3 separate regions of the Sus scrofa genome follow, and regions 2 and 3 are each linked to region 1. The links are chromatin contacts, called in public targeted proximity ligation maps. All regions are on one chromosome and are shown on one strand. The core of a region is the stretch at or near the end of the contact, and the rest is flanking DNA. Distances in the headings are between cores, read along the strand shown.

Evidence for each region.
Region 2: a targeted proximity ligation map of alveolar macrophages shows a contact between it and region 1. A contact is called at or near these places in 1 of 5 promoter capture datasets (liver), 1 of 47 Hi-C or Micro-C datasets (liver) and 1 of 2 datasets of targeted methods (alveolar macrophages).
Region 3: a contact with region 1 is called in a targeted proximity ligation map of alveolar macrophages. A contact is called at or near these places in 1 of 47 Hi-C or Micro-C datasets (heart right ventricle) and 1 of 2 datasets of targeted methods (alveolar macrophages).

What each region holds. Positions count from the first base shown.
Region 1 is chr5:83,599,170-83,602,110 of Sscrofa11.1, reverse strand. GAS2L3 (GAS2-like protein 3) reads left to right here and starts at 1,386. Exons shown (of 9, transcript XM_021092704.1): 1 at 1,386-1,912.
Region 2 is chr5:83,934,208-83,937,148 of Sscrofa11.1, reverse strand. It overlaps UHRF1BP1L (UHRF1-binding protein 1-like), which reads right to left and starts at 1,521. Exons shown (of 21, transcript XM_003126693.5): 1 at 1,158-1,521. The coding sequence starts at 1,201.
Region 3 is chr5:83,877,338-83,880,278 of Sscrofa11.1, reverse strand. DEPDC4 (DEP domain-containing protein 4) reads right to left here and starts at 1,561. Exons shown (of 12, transcript XM_013998040.2): 1 at 1,286-1,561. The coding sequence starts at 1,529. It overlaps SCYL2 (SCY1-like protein 2), which reads left to right and starts at 1,513. Exons shown (of 18, transcript XM_021092722.1): 1 at 1,513-1,774.

The DNA.
Region 1 (2,941 bases), core at 137-2,636:
AACTATTTGAGGACCATCTTCGCTGACCTAACCAAGTCCTGCTGTGAAAGTAGGACTCCCGTGCTTAGGATGGCGTCTGGTGCAGAGAAAGTCCTTAACAGTATTTGTTGAATTGACTTCTCAAATCTGTATCTCTGGCACAAACTCAAGGTGAACACGAGACCAAAATGCCTAATTCTTCCTCCACAGTTCTTTTCCCTGTGTTCCAAGTCCAGATAAATCAGCCACTTAGATATTTCCAGACATGTCTTTCTCACCATCACTTCTGAGCTATTTATGTAACTGCCAGCACCTTCCCCCCCACCCCCACCCCCCCACCCCCGCCCCCCGCAGATGGAGTTCCCGGGGCCAGGGATCAGATCTGAATTGTACTTGTAGCAATGCCAGATCCTTAACCCATTGTGCCAGGCGGGGGATTGAACCTGCATCCCAGGGCTCCAGAGACACTGCCAATCCCTTTGCACCACAGTGGAAACTCCCTATCAGCTTTTAATTTTTAGGATTGCTGCCAGTCTTACTTCTTTCGCAAAAATGATTTTTTCCCCCTAAAACATAATTACAATTGCTTGCAAGAATCTAAATTCCTTAGTACCTACCAGAGTTTTCATCTGTGGTTACTCCTCCAAGCCTGATCTACCTCAGAATCCCCAAACTCTAGTCGCTCAAAACTGCTATTCCCAGACCATTCCAGGTGCTCTCACATCCCTGGAACCTTGCTGTTCTCTCTGCCTAGAAAGCATCCTTTGCTCCTAAATAACCTCTCTTGCAGATTCTATTTCTCCTTCAACATTCAAGTCCTTTCAAACCTCTGACCATCACCCTCGGAGACTGGTAGCTGCTCTCACCGACTTCCACTGAGCCTTTACCATGCTGCTGAGCACTTCGGAGGCAAGGATTGTCTTGCACACTTTTAGTCTCTTCAGCGAGCAACAGTGTAGCTCCTGCCTGTTTTTGGTGAGTGAATGAAAGAATAAATGCTAGAGAGATCATTCCAGGTCAATTCCACTCTTTACAGATGGGAAACTGGGACCCAAAGAGGTAACATGATTTCCCAAAATAAAACTGAAAAAAGAGGAACGGCCTGGGCTCCCAAGCTTTGGGCACTGATTTTGCCCGGGTATTAACAAGCCACATTTAGGTATCACAGACCTATCTTTTGTTACATTCAAGCCCAGTATCCACGTCACCTCAACCCTCGGAGTTAGTAAACCTCTCTCATTCTGCAGAGGGTAATCCTCTGCCCCCCCTCCCCCCTCCCGCCTCCCCCCTCCTGTCTTCCCCCTCCCCTACACCCTGCTCTGGTGTTTCCTGAAGGAAGAGCCAACATCCTCTTTTTGCTTTCAGCCGCAGCTGTAGCCTGGAACTACAGGATTTCTCTCCATCCCTCTCCCCATTCCTGCAGGGTGACAGTTGTATCTGGGAACCCTGGTGCCTTCAGCACAGCCAGAGAGGTGGATTTAGGATTGGGAGGGGCTCTTAACATATCAGGGTAAAACTCAGGGCGCAGCGCAACACTTCAGGATGCTTAGAGGCGAGGTTGATTCACCTCTCCTGCCAATCGGGACAAATAAGGTTTGTTGCTCTCCCTGAGAGGGCCAGATAAGGGGACGTGCTCCATGACCAAGACAAATTCTTTAAAAAGAGGGGCTTGGTCTCTGCAGCTGTTAGACGGCTGCAGAGGGCGGGTTGCCTGTTGACTGAGGCACACCAGTCCAGTGCGGGCGGCCTGGGGGCGGGGCCTCAAACCACGCCCCCTACCCGCCTTCTGATTGGTTCCTTCGAAACTGGCGGCGGTGAACCCGGAGACCCGGGAGGCTGCGGCGGCCGCGGCGGTTGGTCAGGGGCGTGCCTGCGAGGCACAGATTGAGCGAGATGTCCCGTAGAGAGAAGTGAGCTTCTTGCGCCTGGGTGGGTGAGTACTTCCCTGTTTGCCTTCTTTTTACCTCGCGAACTTTTACTCGTCTTCTCGGGGCTTGCGCTCGAGGAGCCCCCTGCGGTCGCGGAGTCAAAGTGGTGGTTTGGTTGGGGCCCAGAGCAGAGGGATCCAAGACGCTCTGTGATTGGCCCGCTGCTGGAGTCGCGTGCTCTGATTGGTCCCTGAGGCCGTCAAGGTGAGGTTATGCCTGCCTTCCCCTGCCCCCCCAGGTCTGTGCAAAGGGCAACAGGTGTGCCGGGAGGGGGACGGCAGGTATGGATGTGCTAAACTGCGGAAGAGCTTTAGAATCCGAGGAGGGATCAGAGCCTGAAGCTAGTTTAGGCTCTCCAGGGGCACCTTCATTTCCAAGTGCCTTGCACTTATAGGGTCACTTAATTCCTCAGCGTCACTCTGTGGAAGAATTGATGAAGTCACTGACGTGGGAAGGAGGATGACAGATAGTCATTTTGCCCTCAGGCGGAGTTTACAGTTTCTTCCCTATTTGTGCCTTCCAGTCCTTGCAAGGCCCAGATCGCCCAGATGGACGGAACAAGTGTATATAACTGGAGGCTCAGCGTGGGGCTTTTCCCACCCACACCCAACGGTTGGGGGTGGGGTGGAGGGAGGCTTACAGATTGCCTTGGTAATCCGAGGAAAATTTGGAGACTGCTTGCCCATGCAGTTAGTCACTCCTGGTTCCTAACTGATCTTTTCCAGCAAGGAGACTGAGCCTTATGGATTCAGAGTGCTTCGTGGTACACCTGGTGGAGAAGCTGATTAGTCATTATAAAATGAAAAGATTTTTATTTATTTATTTGTTTGGTAGACCCCGTCTGGGTCAGAGTTTGGGTGTTTCTTCGTTTGCGTGCAGAGTGCTAATAGCTACTCTCTCAGAAGATAAGCCGTTTGTGAACTGCTATCTGATCACTCACTTGGCCCTTCAGTGATTGGGAACTGGAGTTTTCACCGACTCGGATTACCTTTGGGAGGGGACTGGAATGGATCTGGATGAAAAAAGTGGAAACT
Region 2 (2,941 bases), core at 272-2,771, 330 kb before region 1:
GTATACAACTATTTGGAGAATCAAGAATTATCTTTATTTGAAAAACTTCTGGTTTCCAAGGGAGACAGTTCGGGGGGTGGGGGGATGCACTGGGGTTAGGGGATGGAAATCCTATAAAACTGGATTGTGATGATCATTGTGCAACTATAAATGTAATAAATTCATTGAGTAATAAAAAAAAAGAATTGTTTTTACCTCGAAAGTGTATCATCACCCAAATGTTTTCCTAAAATCAGTTAAAAGTAATCATTAACAGACAAATAACAGAGAAAAGGGTTATAACCAACCACTTTGAATTCACTGTTAACAACTTGGAAACAAGATCCCACAGTGAGCCTGTGTCTGAAGACAAATATGGAGAAACCAGGAGCAGTAACAAACTGCCAGCATTACTGAGTCATGATTCTGACTAAAACGGCCTTATGAAACGGAAAGAATGACAAGTCTTGGGTTTATTACCACAGATGTTGACTCCCTGAATTTATGGGTTTCAGATAAAAATAAAGCAAAAAGCTGCTTTGCACGACGAATGATGTGGGGTTAAAACGACTCCAGAAAGAACCTGCCAGAGCGGCTAACTCTGGTTATTTACTTAAAACAAATCCTAACTGTTCAAATAGGCACACCCTCTAATGCAAGACTGGGAACGGCGAGATAGGGTGAATGCAGAACAATAACAAGGTTAACATTTCACTGAGCGGAGCCAAGCCTCAACCGTCAGAGTCCACACGGCGCCAGACGCCCTGGGTTAACGGAACCGCTCAGCTCCGAATGGAGGCGGACACGGGGTACCTGACCCTCTGCAGCCTCCGCGCAGGACCGCCCAGGAGGGGTCCTCCAGACGCCCCCAGGCGCCGCGCGGGGTATAATTGCAGCCTGCAGCCTGCTGCGCCGCCCGACACGCTCCTCCGCGAGCCGGCCGGGGGAGAGAACCAGTCCAAGGGCGAACCGGTCCAGAGGCCGACTCGTGAGGCCAGCCCTGGGCGCAGCAGCCGACGGGAGATCCCGGGCGGCGACCTCTGCCCCGACTGGACCGGGGAGCCCAAGGGTCGCCTCCCGCCCGACTGCCAGGTCCCCCCGCCCCCGAAGCCGCAGGTTGCCTCGGATACGGACGAGGGCGGAGGCGGACTGGCGCCCACGCCCGATGCTCGACTGACCTGGAGAGGTGCTTCAGGATCTGTTTCTTGATGAGCCCAGCCATGGTGCCGAGGCGGGAGGCTCCACACTCTCTCCCTGCTCCTCACTGCCTCCGCTCTTCGTGGCCGTCTCCTCTTTGCCCGGGTTAACCCGGCCGGAGGAGAGGTGCCTGAGCACTCACGCCTGGGACAGACCCGAGGCCCCGGCCGAGGCCACAGCCGCCACCGCTGCCGCCAAGGACCGGGAGCATCGCGCTCAGGCAGCCGCGGCCGCTGCCAGCGCCATCTTGGCTGCAGCATCACCTAAGAGACCTGGGGGAGGGCAGGGGCGGCGCGGGCTCGGGGCGTGGCTGCGTCGGCTCGGGGCGGGGAGGGGCGGAGCAACGCGGACTCCGGGCGGGCCCTGGAGGTTTACTGCCCCGCCTCCCCGTCTGGGACTCAGGCTGGACTAGTCATCCTGCCCCTAAGCTTTTGCATCCTCCTCCTCCCAATTCCAAGACTTTCTTGGGTTTTAGACCACCCTCACCATTCTCGTCTCCATCACTGAGTCCTTCATCCACATCTTACGTCTCTTTTTCATTTCTTCACAATTTGCCCCACAAACTGCTCTACACGCTTAGCTTTTTTTTTTCCCCACCCGCTCTGCTTTCTCCCGGCTAAATGCTACCAAGTGATATTTTCTCTAGAAATTCTATGGGAAATGAAAACTGATAACATGTCTTTAAATACAGCCCAGGACCTGGGAATTAGAAAGCCTAAATTCAAGTCCTAGCTCGAGTATTTTCTAGCTGTGTTAGCCTGGAGAAAATAATTCACTTACTCGTAGCTCAGTTTAATCATCTATACAATAGGTTAGTAATATCAGCCTTACCCAACTCACCAGGTTGTAGTATCTAAAGAAATGAGGATGTAAAATTTCACTTGAAAATTTCTATGTAAAGGAAGGAAATTGTTGAAATAGCAGGGAAAACTATTACAGCTCTGCACCTTTACCACACCAAGCCCCAAACCAACATTTTGGAGAGATGAAAATGACCACCCAGTGATGTTTAAAAGAGGGGGGAAAATTATACTACCTCTGAGGGAGGTTATCAGAAAAATGTGTGGGTGGGTGTGTAGGGATAATTTACACATGATCTAACAACCATGAAGAGGGGATAATTTACACATGGTCCAACAACTGAGCGCTTTTCAAGTAAAGTGAAGAAGATATATGTGGGTTGACTGTTTACTCACTTAACATTTATCATGCACTGTAAGTGAGGCACTATTCAAATAACTAAGGTAGTCTAAACAAAAACAAACAAACAAAAAAACTGTTCCTGCTCTCAGAGGATTAACAGCCTCTGCTGGAAAATAAATTTCTTTTTTTTTTTTTTATTGTCTTTTGTTGTTGTTGTTTGGTGTTGTTGCTATCTTTTGGGCCGCTTCCGCGGCATATGGAGGTTCCCAGGCTAGGGGTTGAATCGGAGCTGTAGCCACTGCCTACGCCAGAGCGACAGCAACGCGGGATCCGAGCCGCGTCTGCGATCTACACCACAGCTCACGGCAACGCCGTTAACCCACTGAGCAAGGGCAGGGACCGAACCCGCGACCTCATGGTTCCTGGTCGGATTCGTTAACCACTGCGCCACGACGGGAACTCCTGGAAAATAAATTTCTAAAGCTAAGACCTTGAACTCTTGTCACTGGACTCTGGTTCAGAGGCTGACCCAGCCACTTTGAAGCTAGTGTAAACTTGGGCAAGTTATTTAGTTCTTAGCGTTAGTTTCTTCATCTGTTGGCGATAATAGTATCTAACTCAG
Region 3 (2,941 bases), core at 312-2,811, 280 kb before region 1:
CTGTGGCTCTGGCTTAGGCCGGTGGCTACAGCTCCGATTCGACCCCTAGCCTGGGAACCTCCATATGCCGCGGGAGCGGCCCAAGAAATGGCAAAAAGACAAAAATAAATAAATAAATAAATAAAAAAATAAAGTGTACAATTCGATGGTTCTTAGGTATATTCACAAAGCTGTGCAGCTGTCTCTATTATCTAACTCCAGATCATTTCTTCACTTCAAAAAGAAAACCCAGGACAGTTAGCAGCCACTCTTCATTTTCTTCTACCCCAGTAAATTTTCAATAAAAAATTTTAATAAGATAAAGGAATAAGTTGAAACATCCAGAATGTTGTTTCTAGATTTTTGTTGTTGTTAGAATCTAGAATCTAAGGTCTTTCTTCCTTTGATTATGGATAACTGGAAACAAGATGCCCGATTTTACATAATGGTCTGATATTCAGGACAGAAATAAAAGCCCATCACCTTCAAATGCCTTCTGTAGCAGAAGCTGTCCATCTGTGACACTGTAGACAGTGCATTGACAGGAGTGAGGCTGGAGGGTGAAGAGTGGAAAAGGGGAGGTATTGAACTGGGGGAGAGGGAGGGAGGGTGGGGATAGGGTTATGATAGGATGGGGTGGAGGCTAGGAGTCTAAAAGCGGTAGAAACAGGGGTGTTTGCCATGGACGATCTGTCTCTCTAAGCGTCATTTACCAAGCGAGTTAGGTTAAAGAAACAGTCTTCGTGCTCAAGGAACTTGCCACTTAGTACTTTTAACCCCTTGTTCTAAATGTCGCCTGTGGACCAGCAGCACTGGCCATCATCTGGGAATTTCTTTTTCTTTTTCTTTTTTTTTTTTTTCCGTTTTTTAGGGCCGCATGTGGAGTTTGCCCAGCCAGGGGGTCTAATCAGAGCCCCACATCTACGCAGGATCCAAGCCGCATCTGCGACGTACATCGCAGCTTGCAGCAACGCTGGATCCTTAACCCACTGAGCAAGGCCAGGGATTGAACGCGCATCCTCATGGGTTCTTAACCCGCTGAGGCACAGTGGGAACTCGCATGCATTTTTAACAGTCCCCAAAAGATCTCTGGGCATATTAAAGTTTGAGAAACACTGCTCCTCAGGGAGATAAGCTCCTGAAAAAGCCCAGCGGCGGCTCTCAGCCACACCAACCAGAGCGCTAAGGAAAGGGGCGAGTCCGAAAAGGGGCGGGCCCCAGAGGTCTGAGGCGCAAAGTCCAAACCACCTGCTCCCCTCATCAGAGCCCCTTTCAGTACACATTCGGTTAGGATCTACCGGGCTACCTGGCCTTCTTTTCCGGGAGAAGACACCCTTTGGGCTCACGACACTCTGCCCGCTCCGCGCAGGCTCGGGAAGCTTGCTCTGGCTGCAGAGGCTACGGAACTGCGGAGTCAAAAGAACCGCCGTAAACTCCGCCACTGGGCCCCTCCTCATCGCCCGTAACCCCGCCTCCACCTGGCTCTCTGGGGGCGGAGGCCAGGCACGTCCCGGCCCCGCCTCTTCCGAATCAGCCGGAAGTGACGTCATGCCCGTCCGGCTGGTCTTTCGGTCTTCTTCCCTCTCCCTGGCTCTTCCTCCCCAGACCCTCCCCACCCCTCCCCCTTCCCTCCTCCAGTTCCAGTCTTTGAGGCCGCGGGAGTGTGAGAGGCTATGGAGTAAGCCGGCGGCTGCGGCCCGGCGCCAAGGCTGAGCAGGAGCAGCCAGGAGGCGTTTGGAGGGGCGGGGGAAACAAGCCCCAGCACCGCCCCTCCAGGGGGGTAGAAGGGAAAGAGGTGAGTGACCGCCCAGGGGCACAGAGCGACCTCCTTCACTGGCCGCGCTCCCACCTGGGTTTCCCCAGACAGCGAGGAGGGAATGAGGAAGGACCCGCACCCTGGGAAGGCCTCTCAAGGTCCCCGGGGCTGGCAACTGTTGCCTGGTGACGGGCCTGCTGGGTGCAGGCGGGGCCGGTGGGGCGGTGGGTGCCCGCGCGAAGCCGGGCTGCGGGAGTGACGAGCTCCGGGGAGCGAATCCGGGAGGCCCAGGTCTCCCGAAGAGGCCTGGCAGCTAGTGGAGACCCTGGGCTGGAGCCCCCTGCTGGAGGAAGAGCCCCCAGCTCAGGCTGGAGAGCTCGGGTTTCCGTGATGGAGATCTTGGTTCCCTTTTGGGAAATTGGACACTACTCCCGGACTGGGTGAGACAGCTACCCTCAGTTCTGAGGTCCACCTCTGAGAACCTGGGTCATCAACTTCGGCCCTACCGTCCTGAGTCCTTCTGTGACAGTCGCTTTAGTTCTGGAATGGAAGGTTATTGTTTGTGAGGTGGGTGGGGCAGAGGTTTTGTTAAAAACCCACTCCGTGTCTCCTGCACTCTTTTTTTTATGAGCGGGAGAGAAAGAATGGAGAAAGGGTGAGACCGATGAAGCTTTCAAAAACTTGGGATTCGACTGAATATATATTTATGATCAGAAATTAAGGAAACCAATGTTGTCAACTCCTGTAACAGTCTTCTTGAGACTCCAGACTCAAGGGACTTAAAGCACTATGTCAGTAGTGACTTAAAATTTTAAGTTGCAAACTAGTTTTTTTGTAGATCAAAGTCAAGAATCATCCTCTGACTTTTTTATTTATTTTACGCATTGGATTCTATGAGTAAAAAGTTTTCTAAGTAGCATTTGCAAGTCTCTACACTCCGAAAAATTGGTATAGATTAAGGTAAATCTTCAAACCCGTCTGTCACTGTAAAACCTGGTCGTGTTCTGGTAGTGGCTTGAAAGTCAGGTGGTTGAAGCTTCTGCTTTTGGACTTTGCATGTCTTTCTTTTCTTTCTTTTTTTGTTTAGCTTCTGTAGTAAAAGAAACTTTTGGAGGACTGTGTAAAGGAAAGGAACCTAAAGGAAAGTAAGGACCTTCAGTCTGTTGAAATCCACTTTACACACTTACAGAAATTTATTCTTTTGTC